Linked DNA regions of Cricetulus griseus: region 1 is linked to region 2. Evidence: chromatin contacts called from public Hi-C data. All regions are on one chromosome and are shown on one strand. The core of a region is the stretch at or near the end of the contact, and the rest is flanking DNA. Distances in the headings are between cores, read along the strand shown.

Region 1 (6,283 bases), core at 2,062-4,561, 42 kb before region 2:
GGCAGGTGGGGAAGTGGCTGTGACATTGATACTTGGCTACATGGGATACATGGAATTGAGATCCTGTCCCTTCTGTCTGCCTCCCCGCTTTTTAAGACAGGATCTCTTTATGTAGCCCTGGCTGTCCTGGAACTATGTAGATCAGGTTGGCCTTGAACTCACAGAGATCCTCTTGCCTCTGCCTCCTGAGTGCTGGGATTAAAGGTGTGTGTCACTAAGCCTGGTATGGTATACTCTGCATTTAAAATTTCATGTAAGTTGTCAATATTAACCATCGATTTTATGCAATCGAATTTTATGATTCTATGGTTTGTGTGTGTCCCCCAAAGGTCTATGTCTGGGAACTTGGTTCCCATTACAGCATTGCTGAGGTGAGACATTCTGAAGGTGACTGGGTCCCTTGGGAATGGATCAAAGTATGGATGTTGTTATTCAAATGCTTCTCTCTTTGGCACACATGCTAGCTTCACTGTGTGGTGGCCTCCCCCACGGTATTCAGGAAGCAAGCCCTCGCCAAAGGCTGGCCCTATGTTCCTGGGATTCCCAGCCTCTAAAGCCAGGAGCTAAGTATACCTGTGTTTGCCAGTTCACAGGCAGAAGCCCTTCAATTTTAGCATCTTAGAATGAATTAAGACAGGTTAAATTCAGATGGAGCCCTCATTTCTGTGAGGCAACCCACCCGCAGGCAGACATTCCTCAGTTTATGGCCCCGGGACACGGCAGTCCCTATTGTTCCCTTCTGTCTCTGACCTCTGGCTAGCTTCACTCTGACATGAAGAGGTCTGACACAGACAGCAGAGTGCTCAGACAGAGTGTCTGAGTTTGATTTCCAACCCCCTGGTTATTCGGTGCGGCTACATTAGCTATCTCTCTGCTATCGTTAGTTTACAAATCTGAGAAATGGGAACAATGCTACTGCCTGCTCCCAGGGCCTAAACTGCTGTGACTTTTTTTGATTCTAGGCACAGTCATGTCCTGTGGGTAGGTGTTTGGGTCCATGACAGGCTGCAGTGTGATGGTGGTCCCTCTAGGAGGGGAATGGAAGAAAATAGGACACAGAGCTAAAAGGTGGGGAAGCCATGAAGGGCTTGGTCTGGCTTTGCATGTGCTGTGAGCTCCTTTAGAAGCAGTGCCCTGTGGGTTCAGCACTCACAGGCAAATCAGGATGGGCCAAGAGCCCAGCTGAGAACACAGCCAAAGAGGACACTTTCTGCAGATGGCTCCCAAGGAAAGCCTCAGCAGGTCTACAGTTTGTTGCAGGAGGTGGCTGCTCCAAGCATGTCACTGCATCTGGCTACCATCCAGGGTGCATGGGATAGATAGGGAGGCAGACCTTGCCCATCCAGCTGCCCCGTTAAGCTCTGTGGAGGTCAAAGTGCAGTGCAGATTTCAATGAGACAGTTTAGCAAACAGAAGGAGCACAAAATTTCACAATGAAGAAAAGCCTATGGAATAAAGGAAGATGTCTTTGTACAGATGTGCAGGTTCTGTTTTAAATTGTTACAAAACAATCAAGACATTTTAAAAATTAAAAAAAGTCTACAAAATCAAAAGCTATGGTAAGTTAAGTGTTGAAGAGAGAGAGCTCTTCTTTGTGACCCAGATGTGCCGGGCTTTAGTGTACACTAGTTTCAGGAGAGCCCTGGGCCTGCCCTGAACACCACTCACCAACTAACTCACTTGTAGTAGCTGGCAGCCTGGGGCTCCACTCACAGTCAGTGCCCTAGATGGTGCCTCATTTGAAAATCTTGTCTGTCTGTCTGTCTGTCTGTCACTCTTCCCCCTCCCTTCCTCTCCCCTCACTCGTGTGTGTGTGTGTGTGTGTGTGTGTGTGTGTGTGTGTGTGTGTGTGTAGTGTTTGTGTATGTGTGTACATGGTGTGTGTGTGTGTGCTATGTGTGGTGTGTGTGTGGTGTGTGTGTATGGATGGTATGTGTATGTGTGTGTATGTGTGTGTGTGTGTGTGTGTGTGTGTGTGTGTGTGTGTGTGTGTGTGTGTGTGTGTGGTGTGTGTGTGTATGGATGGTATGTGTATGTGTGATGTATGTGTGTGTTTGTGTGGTGTGTGTGTGGTGTGTGTGTGTGTATGGTGTGTGTGTGTGGTGTGTGTGTGGTGTTTGTGGTGTGTGTGTATGTGGGGTGTGTGTGTGTGTGTATGTGGTGTTATATGCATATACCCATGGAGGTCACAGTAGGACAAGTGTGTCTCCCCTATTGCTTTCTGTCTCATCGTCTTTAGATAGGGTCTCTCACTGACTCCGAAGTTCCTTGTTTTTGTTAGGCTGGCTGGCCTCAAGCTCTGAAGAGCCACTGTTCTTTGCTACCAACACTTGGGTTATAGGCATATGCAGTCACATTTGACAGACTTTGTTGTGGTTGTGGGTTTCTTTGGGGGGATGATGACTGGTTCTCTCTATGTAGTCCTATCTGTCTTGGAGTTCACTATATAGATCAGATGGTCTTGAATTAAGAGATCCATTGCTTCTGCCTCTCAAGTCTAAGATTAAAGGCATGTGCCACCTTGCAAGGTCCCTGAAAATCTTTTACCCTCTAGTTTTACTGTGCCTTTCCACACTTAGGTATGTTTAGTACACCAATATTATTGTATTATAATCACCCACAGTATTCTGGACAGTGACAGAATACTAGGTTTGGAGCCCAAGTGCAGTCCTAGGTCAGATCATGGGTTCCTCTTTAGTCATCTTCTCTCTATATGCTACATCATATGGTGTGCAGTGTGCTCCACCATGGAAGTCTGGAAACATTCCACTCTGTTCTTACAAGGCCCAGGGGCAGAGTGCTTGCTAACATGTGCGAGGCCTGTGTTCTAGTCACAGTACTGAAGAAAGGGGGGAAGTGAGAGGAGAGAGGGAGAGGTGAAGGTCACTAAATGATGAAATTAGACGCTCCTCTCAGAGTGTCCCTGCGGAGGATACATGAGTGTCTTTGTGTTTCTTGGCTGTGGGACTCCCCTCCAAATGACAAGTCTTGGCAGATGGAGGGGTCTGCAGATGGGTGATTATGGCAGAAGGCAGGCCAGGGAGAAAGGGTCTGGAGAAGCTTTGCCCACAGTTGCATCTTTGGCTGGGACCTGCCCTTCTCTGGGGATTGCTGGGCAGCCTGTCTATCTGGTTACCAACACCTCAGTCTGTCAGGAGGAGCCCAGTTCCCCTCTGCTCAGTACAGACACTTCAGCGCCAGGAGGGAGGGAAAACAAAGGCGGTATCTAGCTCCAGTCCCTTGCTGTGTGGCTGTGTCTAGAGTCTGGGCTCAGATGACAGAGGCAGAATTGAGAGCCCTGGATGTCAGCTCTGCTCGGAGCTGTCAGCCTGTCAGCCCGGGAGGGTGGACACACTCCGGCTTGCTGGTTCTGCCCAGAGAGGCCTGGCCCTGAAGCTGTGCAGAACCTCTATTTATAATTTCCCATGATAACAGGCCCATTCATCCCCTCTGCAGACCCTAATTGCTCTGGAGCAAGGGATGACAGCTTAATTATGAACCTCACAAAAATTGAACTTGGTCTGTGTCAACAAAGTCCCTTCTCTGTCACCCTGGGGTAGCTCTTTGCCCTTCATTGTAGCAAAGGGCAGTTGGAAAGAAAAAAAAAAAAAGGGGGAAAGGCTTGGCTGAGTTCCAGTTCCAACAGACTTATTTTCTGACTCCAAAGCATCAGAGTGTAGGAGACAGAAGCCCTTTTCTGTTGCTGGCTGGTCACTGCCTGGTTGGAGTGGCATTTTGATCCCCAGAGATTTGGGATGTGAGTGTTAAAGGGACTCTGGGGACTGCTTGTTTGGGATTGAAAATTGGGCACAATTTTGCCCGCAGATGTTTTATTTGGCCAACAGAGTTTTCTTTTTTAAACTTTTAACAAACTTTGTGGTAAAATCCACATCACACAGAATTAACCATTTTAAAGCTCCCAGCTCACTGCCACCTGGCTTATTTGCCATATTTACAGCGCAGCCACCAGCTGCCTCCCAAGTGTTTTCACCACCTCAAAAGAAACCTCTGTATCCATTAAGCCCCCATTTCCTGTTCCCACCCCCATAAGGAAGATCCTGGCCACTACATTCTGGTCCTGCTGCCCTGGATATGGCACAGGATGTAGCCACACTGGCCCTTAGTATCTGACTCGGCCATCACATCCCTCACTTATGAGGCTCATGCATGCTGTCTGTGTGTCAGCATTTATTATTATTATTATTATTATTATTATTATTATTATTATTATTATTATTTTAACAGCCGGAAAAAACTACAAGAGGCTCTGTACTGTCTCCTGGCAGCCTTATCTTCTTTCTCAACCTTGTGTGTGGTCCCACTTTGTGTCCCCATGGCAGAATCAAATACCTTGTCAGCAGTGAAAACTCAAAGAGTTCACGCCACAAGAGGAGAGAATAATGTTATGAGCTAGATGCTGTGAGTCTCTGCTACCCAGCTTTGGAAACAGGAGCGGCTGGATGCCCTGGGCAGACAGATGAAGGACCGGAAGCCATCCACATCACTTTCTTTATGAAGCTCACAGGTTGACACTGCCTAGGGAGAATCCACATCCTTGCTCCCCACCGCTGGTGGCTTTTTCTGCAGGTGTTGACAGTAATAGTCAGGATTGTGACCCGTGTTCTTGACAGCTTGTTAATGTGTGTTTTGGGGACCTTTCCGTTTCCCTTGGGAAACACCCCGAATACTTGCGTGGTTCAGGTGAGTAGGGACTGCCCCCTCCCAGGCATGAACTGTATTCTTATAAGCTGAGGATCATGAATGTCTAGATCAGGGCTCTCCCCGAGGGACTGGTGGGAAATCCGGCCTGTCCTGCCAAGTAGGGATGGAGGGATTTCTGGTGACTCCATTTGAGCACTTTGATGTGGCTATGCCTGAAAGCCTGAAAGTTTTCATTTTCTGCTGAAGATGGAAGCCAGGGCCTCACACACACTGAGCAAGCAGCCTCCACTGACCTGCACTCCCAACCTGGGATCTCTCAGTTATATAACTCAATACTTGACATACTATGATGGCGATGTGTCCTGAGGCGTGCAGTTAGGCAATTTCATCAACACGTGGGCATCCTATGCACTAACACTTATGACTAGACGCTAGATTGTGTAGGTCAGTCATTAAGCATGGCCTCTTGATGCATTCAGGGGTGTGCAGTGAATCTAGATGGATGAGGCTGCTGAGAGCATAGTGTGGTGTAACATATTTGAAACTGACAGTAGAGATGGAGCTGTGATAGCCACTTACCAGTACCAAGTATCGTGGACAGGCCACCACCCTTTGTAAGACTGGAAGCCCTGCAGATTTGTTTGCAGCAGCATAGCTACAAAGGGCATCACAACAGTCATAGCCACAAAGGGCGGTGGGGTTTTTCCCCCTTCATTATATTCCTATGGGACCACTATCACATATATAGCCTGCCTTAGTTTCTTTTCTATTTCCGTGATAAGACAACATGCCCAAGGCAACCTAGAGAAGGAGGAGTTTATTTGGGGCTTACAGTTTCAGAGAATGAGTCCATTGACTATTGTGGTGAGAAGCATGGTGGTAGAGAGGCAGGCTTAGTGCTGGAATGGTAGCTGAGGACTTAGATCTTGAGACCCAACCATGAGACAGAGAAAGCTAACTGGGACCCGCACAGGCTTTTGAAGCCTCCAAGCCTACTGTCAGTAAAATACCTCCTCTAACAAGGCGACATCTCCTAATCCTTCCCAAACAGTCCCACCAACTGGGGACCACATACATATTCAAACATATGAGCCTATGGGGGCCATTCTCATTCAAACCATTTGTTCCATTGTCAACTGAAGCAAACAAGAAATTGTATCTTTTCCCCCCCCTGAAACTGCATCAAACCTCTGAAGCCTACAAACACAACTTGCTGCTGACTTGCCACACACTCAGTGCAGTGAGGTAGGCAGGTAGTCATAATTACTTGTCATTTGTGGAGGACAGGATGGGGATTAGGAAGGGATCTCAAGTGGATGACCTTGTCTTTCAACGAGCATAGAAAACATCCTTGTCCCTGTGTTCAGAGTATCCCAGGAAAACTGGAAAAGTTGGAATATGTAGAAAAGTACGCCGACAATCCTGTCACTCTCAGATCACCATCCCCAACGCTGTGTGAGAGTTTATGGTCCATTCAAACGCTGCATTTCTGTTGCCCCTGGCAGAAGGGGAGGGCTGTTCTCAGCATCTCCCTGAGTTCAGGGGGAAGGCAGCAGACTCCAGGACACTCTGCTGCTGGGGCAGGAGGAGCCTGTGGAGCGATGTCTTGAGCTGCAGCCAG
Region 2 (7,124 bases), core at 1,309-3,808:
CAAACCACTTCAAATAACAGTTCAGGAGCAAGTCCTTCAGCCAAGATTTCAACCATGCTACACCAACCCAGAATATTTTTCATGCTGTATGTTTTACCTGGGCGTCAAATTTTCCAGCGTTGTGCAGAAAAGTCATGCAAATCCCATGTAAGCCTCGGATTTCACAAGAGTTGTTCTCAAAACACTCAAACACGCCACACCCCACGTCCCCAGCATTGACCAAACAGTGCTGGATCTCCGCTAAAATGAAAAAAAATTAACAGTAAGGGCTAGAGAAATTAAAGGGGAAAAAGTTGTGCCAATTTCAGAATTTAAGGGGTGGGGGAAATAACATGTCATTATTTACTACTACTTATAAAGAGTTGGTATTTATAAATTTTTGTAAAATTAGCTCAAAATAACAACTATCATAGTCAGAAGTTAGTATGAGCATTTTTCTCCCTGCCCCTTTCTTTTCCACTTTATGAAAGTATATGTGAGAATACTCAGCTTAAGAGCAGAAAATATTTCAGCTTTTGAAACCCACAGGGAAAAGGTAAGATTTTAAAAAGGCCGAATTTCATGAATTAAATGACTTTCTCTACTTGGGGCTGCAGAAGCCACTGCCTTTAAGATCCTGCCATTTCCTTCCTGACAACTTCAATTCAGCTTTATGATTCAACACCTAAAAATCAAAACAAGATTCCTATTAAAGCCGTGCCTCCAAACCACCCGCATTAAAAATGCCAGGGCCAGGGAGGCTGTGGCTGAAAACAGCCTCAGAATGAAAGCAGGTGGGGGCTGGCCTTGCCACCCGCCACCATTCCCTTTGGAGGTTCCTTTTAATTAGGGATCTGGTGTGAGATATCACTTAATCCCCTAGAATGCCCCGAGGGCCCGAGGGCCCGGAGCCTGCTACTTCTTCCAAGATGTCCTAATTCATCAGCCTGAAAGGAAAGACTGGGAGCTGTCAGGCTGCAGGAGTGCAGTCTCATGCCCTCTTCGGCTCACTCAATGAGTTCTACGTTTTAAACCAACCGCAAAATTACGCTAGGAAAGTGTATTTTGGAGGAAGGGCGGGGCTCGAGTCGAAAAATCAGCATCAGATGAAATCTATGGAGAGTGAGGGGCGTGTATTTGTGGAGGGGCACCTAAATCTAAAAGGGGGGCAGGGCTGGCGAGAGGCTGAACTGACTGCACGCGTGGCCGCGGGCAGGACAGCGATCACTCACTTGGGCGCCCCTGACATGCATTTTTCGGCTCAGGCAAGGAGCGCACGCACGCCACGGCGGCGGCGTTCACACGGCCCGGGAGGAGGAATAGCGGGGGTGGGGGCATGAGCAAGGTGCCGAGCGGCAGACACGTTTCTTTCTCTCCCGGGAGCTGGGAAGAAGGCCAGCCCGTGTGCCGCACGCCAGGCTCTGCGCTGCAGCTTGCCGGTGAGCAGGGCCGGCGCACGATTTGGGTCGTGTCAACATTTCTCCCCTTGCTATCCTGGCTGGGAGCAAGGGACCGCCGCAGCACCACAGAGGCACGCTTTGTGAACCCCCTCCCCCAAAGGGAAACTTCTTGATGCCATTTAACTGGCCAGCAAAGTTCTGGGATGTCCAGCAGTCTTTAAAGGAAGGGGAGACAGCCTATGCCAGGCTGGCCAGCTTGGAAGAGAAGTTCTCTGGGCGCAGGGCGAGCCCGGTTCCTGGGACCCTCGGTGCCTCGCATGGGTTAGCCTGGACAAAGTGCGCCTTGCGCAGGGCCCGAGACTCTGGCTGGAGCTGGCAGCATCAAGCGCTGCCTCGTTTCCCCTCAGCCCCGGGGGAGAGTAGCAACAAGTCCTGCCTCAGCTATTTCATCACCCTACTAGCACGTGCGGATTCTGGGCGCTCGGAGCCCGGCCCAGACCTCGCTTCTCCTCGTTCGTCCCTCTGCAAGTCCCGAGCCACCAAGAGTTTGCGCGGCCCGGGGTGAGCTCGGGTCGCTGGGCTGGGGCTAAACACACCGGGAGCGCCGCGGGCGTGCCACCGACGTTTCCCCGGCAGCTCCCGGCTGCAGGGCGCACGCGTTTACCTGTGTTCTGCAGGGACAGGCGGCCTTTCTGCTGGGAGCCCCTGTCTTGAGGACCTTCCGGAGGGTTCGTGGCGTCGGTCCCTCGCGCCGGGTCCAAGGTGGCAAACACCAAAGCCAGGGTCACGAACTGGCCCAGCCGCTCCGCACACATGGTTCTGGGTATCACCCTCCCTCCGGGAGACCTGGATTCTTTGTGCGCCCCTCCTCCTCTTCTTCCTCCTCCGCCGCTTCCCCCTCCTCCCACTCTTCCTCCTCGCTCGCCCCTTCCCTCCTCCTCGCCGCGGTTCGGATAGAGGTTACCCAGCGCCCTGCCGTAGCTCTCCGGAGAGCATGTGACCAGGCCGTTAGCAGTGCCGCGAGTGCCCGGCGATGGCAGGGATGGTGCCTCAAATATCCCTGGAAGCTCTGGTGTCACTTGAATGAAGGAGTCGAGCAGGTGTTGTCCCGGAGGCTGGACCAATCCGAGACCCCGGCCCGTTTGACAACACAGCCGGGAGGCGGGGCCTGCGCCAACTACTACGGGAGGAAGCGGAGAGCCGCGGAGAGCGCCCCACAAAGTTGCCGACCTGGCGGCGGCCACGCTTTTACGTGCGTGTGTGTGAGCGCGGCCTGAGACGCGTGCGCGTGTGCGGGTGCTCCGGGGCAATGGCCGAGCGGACTGAGAAAAAAAAATCAAAGCCGATGCCAGCTCCAGTTGCAGCTAAAAAAACTAAAAAACGGGGTGGGATAGGGCGGGGAGGGTCGGTCTTTACTGGGACAGCGTCCTCAGTGCTTTCGGCTGGGAAAGTTTCCTCTTTGGAACTCAGTGACATTATCAGCCCCGAGGCCTGGATAGATTGGAACAGATACCTGGGCACAGAGAGGGTGCGAGCAAATTGAGCTCTGATGGGCATCCCTAAGCGTCATGACTCTTGGCATTTACAAAACAGGCACTTGAAGACAGGCGCCAAAACCCTGAAGCACTTGGCCGGAGAGACAGTCCACCTCCCACTTTTTTTTTTCTGCCCGGATTTGGTGGGTCCTGAAACACCTGAGATGTCTTGTCTCGCCCCTCCCCCAACCCAGACGGATTCCTGTCTGGGCTTCAGGGATCCAGGTGACAACCCAGACTTGCATCATTTCCTGGCGGGTCGCTAGGAGGCCCAGGCAGCCTTGGGTCAGGCGGCCGCGGAGCATCGCGTGCTCTGGAGGCCGGAGCTTAACAGGCAACTTTAGGCATCTCCAAACACACGCTTCCATTTTTCCTAAGCGTCACTCGGCCCAGCTAAGGATTTCCTTTACTACTCAGCCCTCTGATGCAAAAAATAAAAGCAAAAACTCCAAAGTCCCGGGACAGTCTCTCCATCTCTTCTCCTTTTGGAGCCCCCCTCCTAAATGGGAATCAGATCGCCCTCAGCTGCTATCTCCTCTGCTGGAGGAAGCAGGGAGAAAGTTGGGCGCCGCTGCGAGCGCCTCTCCCCCTGCTGTGTGTGTACGTGTGCACGCTCACGTCTTCCTCGCGCCGGCCCGGGACAGGAACTGCTGCTCTTGGCCTCGTTAACCCGACGACTTAGTTCGGTGGGCTAGCTTGGTTGGAGGAGGGTGGAGAGGCGAGCGCTGCCACCTAGCGCCACCTGGCCCTCATCCGGTATTGGCGGTACTTGCCCCTCCCCCGCACTCCCCACCCAAGTCTTGGAGAACAGGTGAGCCAGGGTACCAGCTCTCAACCCACGTCCTTGCCCGACTCCGCGCTCGCCCGCGCACTCTGCAGCAATGCGCCTGGGAGGTTTCATCACCCACCGCCCGCGGCGACAGCAACCCTGGGCCTCCGTAGCGAGGCGCACTCTCTGCCTCTTCAGCGCCTACGAGAGGCTCGCCTGAGAGAGGGGTTGCAGAGATGGGCGCGCGGTTGTTTTTTCTGCTGTCGCTCAACTTTCCTGGGAGCCAGCTGCCTTCCAGCGAGGAGACTGCGGAGGCTGGGGGTCAGGGTGACCGCTGCTTCAGACCAGAGGAAAAACAGGTGGAGATGGGAAGGCGCCTTTGGGATGGGGTTTGCAGGGGCAGGGCGGCTTGGAGCTTCTGTCCATAGTACCTCCCCATCTCTCGGGCCCCGAGGAAATGGTCGCTTCGAATGTCTTAGTCTTCGATGGCGGGAAGAAACTGGCCACTCGTGCCCATGATACTAATAGCAGTGACTTCCTTATTCATCCTTTGAGGAAGGTGGTGGACATCCTCCTTGGCCACCTTGCTTGTGGTCTACCCCCCCCCCCAACTCTTTCATGTCGAAAATTTCCTGGGAGAATCAAGCAGCCCTCAGCCTTACTTAATTAACTTCAGAGCTGGGCAGACCTCTGTGGCCTTTTCCATGACAGAAGTGGCACCAGAGAATCAGAATTTGGAGACTGAAGGCGGTAGAAAGAAACCCACCTTGTCCTGTTGCAGTGAGGCCCTGCACCTGCCCTCAGAGAACCTGCATGATTTAAAAAAAATCATCTTGAGGCTTTTACTCCAACTTTCAAAGGAATTTCACGGTTCCCATCTGAGCAGAATTGTCGCTTACACAGTGGCTAGACGCGTGGTGCCGTAAGCACACACAGCGGCCCTTCATGAAGGTTGTCTCTGGACCACGTGACCCAGACAGAAGCACCAGCCAAGGGTGTTCATCCACTCCATCTCATCAGGGCTTCAGAGTCACTGGGACGTTTCCTGGGCAATCCTCTGGGTTGTGGGCCCAGGGCAGAATGAGGTTGGAGAAGGATGTGGCACACACGGGTGTCTTTGTTTCCATCCCCTTTTCCCTGCAGATTCCTTTAGCTCATCAGTCCCTCAGGTTGGGTTTGTCAGATGAGTGGCATGGGCTGGGGACAGTAGATAACACTTACAAAGCTAGCATGAATTGAGCCCAGGCACTGCACAGCACATCCAGGTTGGAACTATGGCGCTTCTCTACACCTAATGCCCATGCTAAATGGGAACAAAAACTTAGAGGAACAAGGAGGGTCAGCTGGGGCTGACCTGCGGTTCCAGTGTCTGTGGACAGTTTGGGACATGTAACTGCTGAGATCTGTTCTGTCTGTAACATCCAGATTGTGACATGAGACCAGTCACCCTCAATCAGGTGCAAGGGTGAAGGTTTTGGAGAGAGAAGTGTTTGGGTTGAAAGCTAGAGGAGGGTATTGCCAAGTGGAGGCAAGGGGAATGATGTTTCTGTGGAGGCAAAACACAAGAAGAGGGAACACTGTGAGTTTTGTGTCAGGAATGAGGTTGTCCAGTTTGGTGCTAAAGAGGGAGAGCAGGCTGGCTAGTTGGCTAGTGCCATGCTGCCAAATCTGTGCTGTCTGTGGGGATCTATCTATCACCTTGCAGGTATCTAAAGATGCAGTGCAGGGTGCTCTTTGGGTTCCCTTTAGGACTCAGAGAAGGCTGCGGGAAGGGTATGGGCATTTGGAACAAGATGAAGGGAGGGCAAAGGGATGGGTTGAACTCTCCATGTGGGTTGTGGTGTCAGCAGACAAAAGGAAACCTTGCTCCCGTGTGAGCAGGTGGGGCCCTAGTGGAAGGGATCATTCTAGTCCACTGAGGCAGTGATTACAAGTTGACACAGGTCTCTAGTACAGACTTCCTGAAGGTTCCAGAGGTTGAGTGGGGAGCATGGTTTACACTGGGGAGCTCCGCCCTCTGCATGCCCCAGCCTATTGGGGCAGACTGGCTGGGCTTATGGCACCACCTTATGGCCAGAAAGGGTATTGTCTGGCCAAAGAGTGGACTCAATTCTTCCACCTGGTCAAGGGTCTCTAACACTGGATGTCCTGTTGTCTCTTCTATTCTTCACATTTTCCTCACCAGCTCACCCTGGCTCAGCCAGTTCTCACAGGGCTATGATTTAACTCCATACCCTCAAGGAAGGACATCTCTTTCAAACATTTTTATTGCCCATCTTTCCCCCATCTCCTCCTTCTTGTGTACACTGCTTGTTTCATACTTGTAGGAAGGAAAATGGGGAAAAAATGGCTAGAGGTTAAAACTGGACAAAGTGACAAACTGCTGTGTCAGGCTCCTCAAATTCTCATAAACAGAAGTCTCCCCTTAAAAGTCTTCATCCTCTTTTATTGGTTGCTTTGTTGACCAGGCTTTCGAATTAAAGGAGACTAAATCTTTCAGATTTGGTTTAGTTTATGAATACGTCTTCAAAATGTTTTCTGCTCCCTTTTCCTGTAAAAGGCCAGGTCTTCAGCATCCCAGTGAAGACGGCTTTTGGGTCTGGCCTGGAAACTGACCACTTATAATATTATTTTAGCTGGGCACAGTGCTGCACGCCTTTATTCTCAGCTCCTTGGGCGACTGAGACAGGAGGATGGCTTGAACCCAAGAGTTCATGGCTAGTTTGGGCAACGCTGTGGGGGAAATAGATGCTGAGTTCCCTAACCAGCTTTCAGAGAGCTGGAACACAGCACAGTTGTGAGCTTGGCATTTCTCATCAATCAGTAGTCAAGCCATTCATGATTGGCCAGAAATACGAATGATACAAAGGGATTTTTTAAAGTCTCAGAGAATAAGGACACTGTATCCCTCAGTGGATCCATTTACTGGAATAACATGAGAAGACAGTGAACATCAAGCCTGTGGACTGAGCTGTGTTAAGACTTCATCCCAAAGCCTGAGCAGCACCCAGAAGCTCCCACTGTTTTCTTTGGGGCATTGCTTTCTCTTCCTTCTGTGTGATCAGACAAACTCTGAGGAAAAAAATATCCCAAGCAAGGGGCTACCTGGCCTCTGAAGCTGAGGCCAGAAGGGACACCATGGTGCTGGGATGAGGTGGCACTCCTTCTGGCTGGCTTTGGGACTTATGCTGGATTTCAGAGAAGTCTTTTGTGGGGCTTGTTTTCCAAATGAGCTGCCTTTGGAAGTCTTACGTAAATGATGAAATCCCTTAATGTAATTTAACCCTTATTGTACCCCAGGAACTTTTGAGGGTTTTATTCTGTCTCTTTCTCTCTCTCTCGCTCTCTTTCTCTCTCTCCCTCCCTCCCTCCCTCTCTCTCTCTCTCTGCAGTTCTATTTGCAAGGAATGCTATTTCATGACTTTTACTCATTTTTAGAAG

What was found. A called contact is a pair of places that touch in the nucleus more often than the background predicts.
Region 1: a Hi-C map of liver shows a contact between it and region 2, with 2.7 times the contacts expected there. The contact joins the enhancer-like site here to the promoter of Stc2 in region 2. A contact is called at or near these places in 4 of 8 Hi-C or Micro-C datasets (the CHO-K1 cell line, fibroblasts and liver).

What each region holds. Positions count from the first base shown.
Region 1 is chr7:46,920,164-46,926,446 of CriGri-PICRH-1.0, reverse strand. No RefSeq gene overlaps it. Among named protein-coding and RNA genes, the nearest start is that of Stc2, 42 kb to the right of the region's middle. Within about 2 kb of position 3,311, at least 1 of the 6 cell types and tissues checked has open chromatin away from gene starts, as enhancers often do.
Region 2 is chr7:46,876,712-46,883,835 of CriGri-PICRH-1.0, reverse strand. It overlaps Stc2 (stanniocalcin-2), which reads right to left and starts at 2,558. Exons shown (of 4, transcript XM_027425172.2): 1 at 2,044-2,558; 2 at 98-240. The coding sequence starts at 2,194.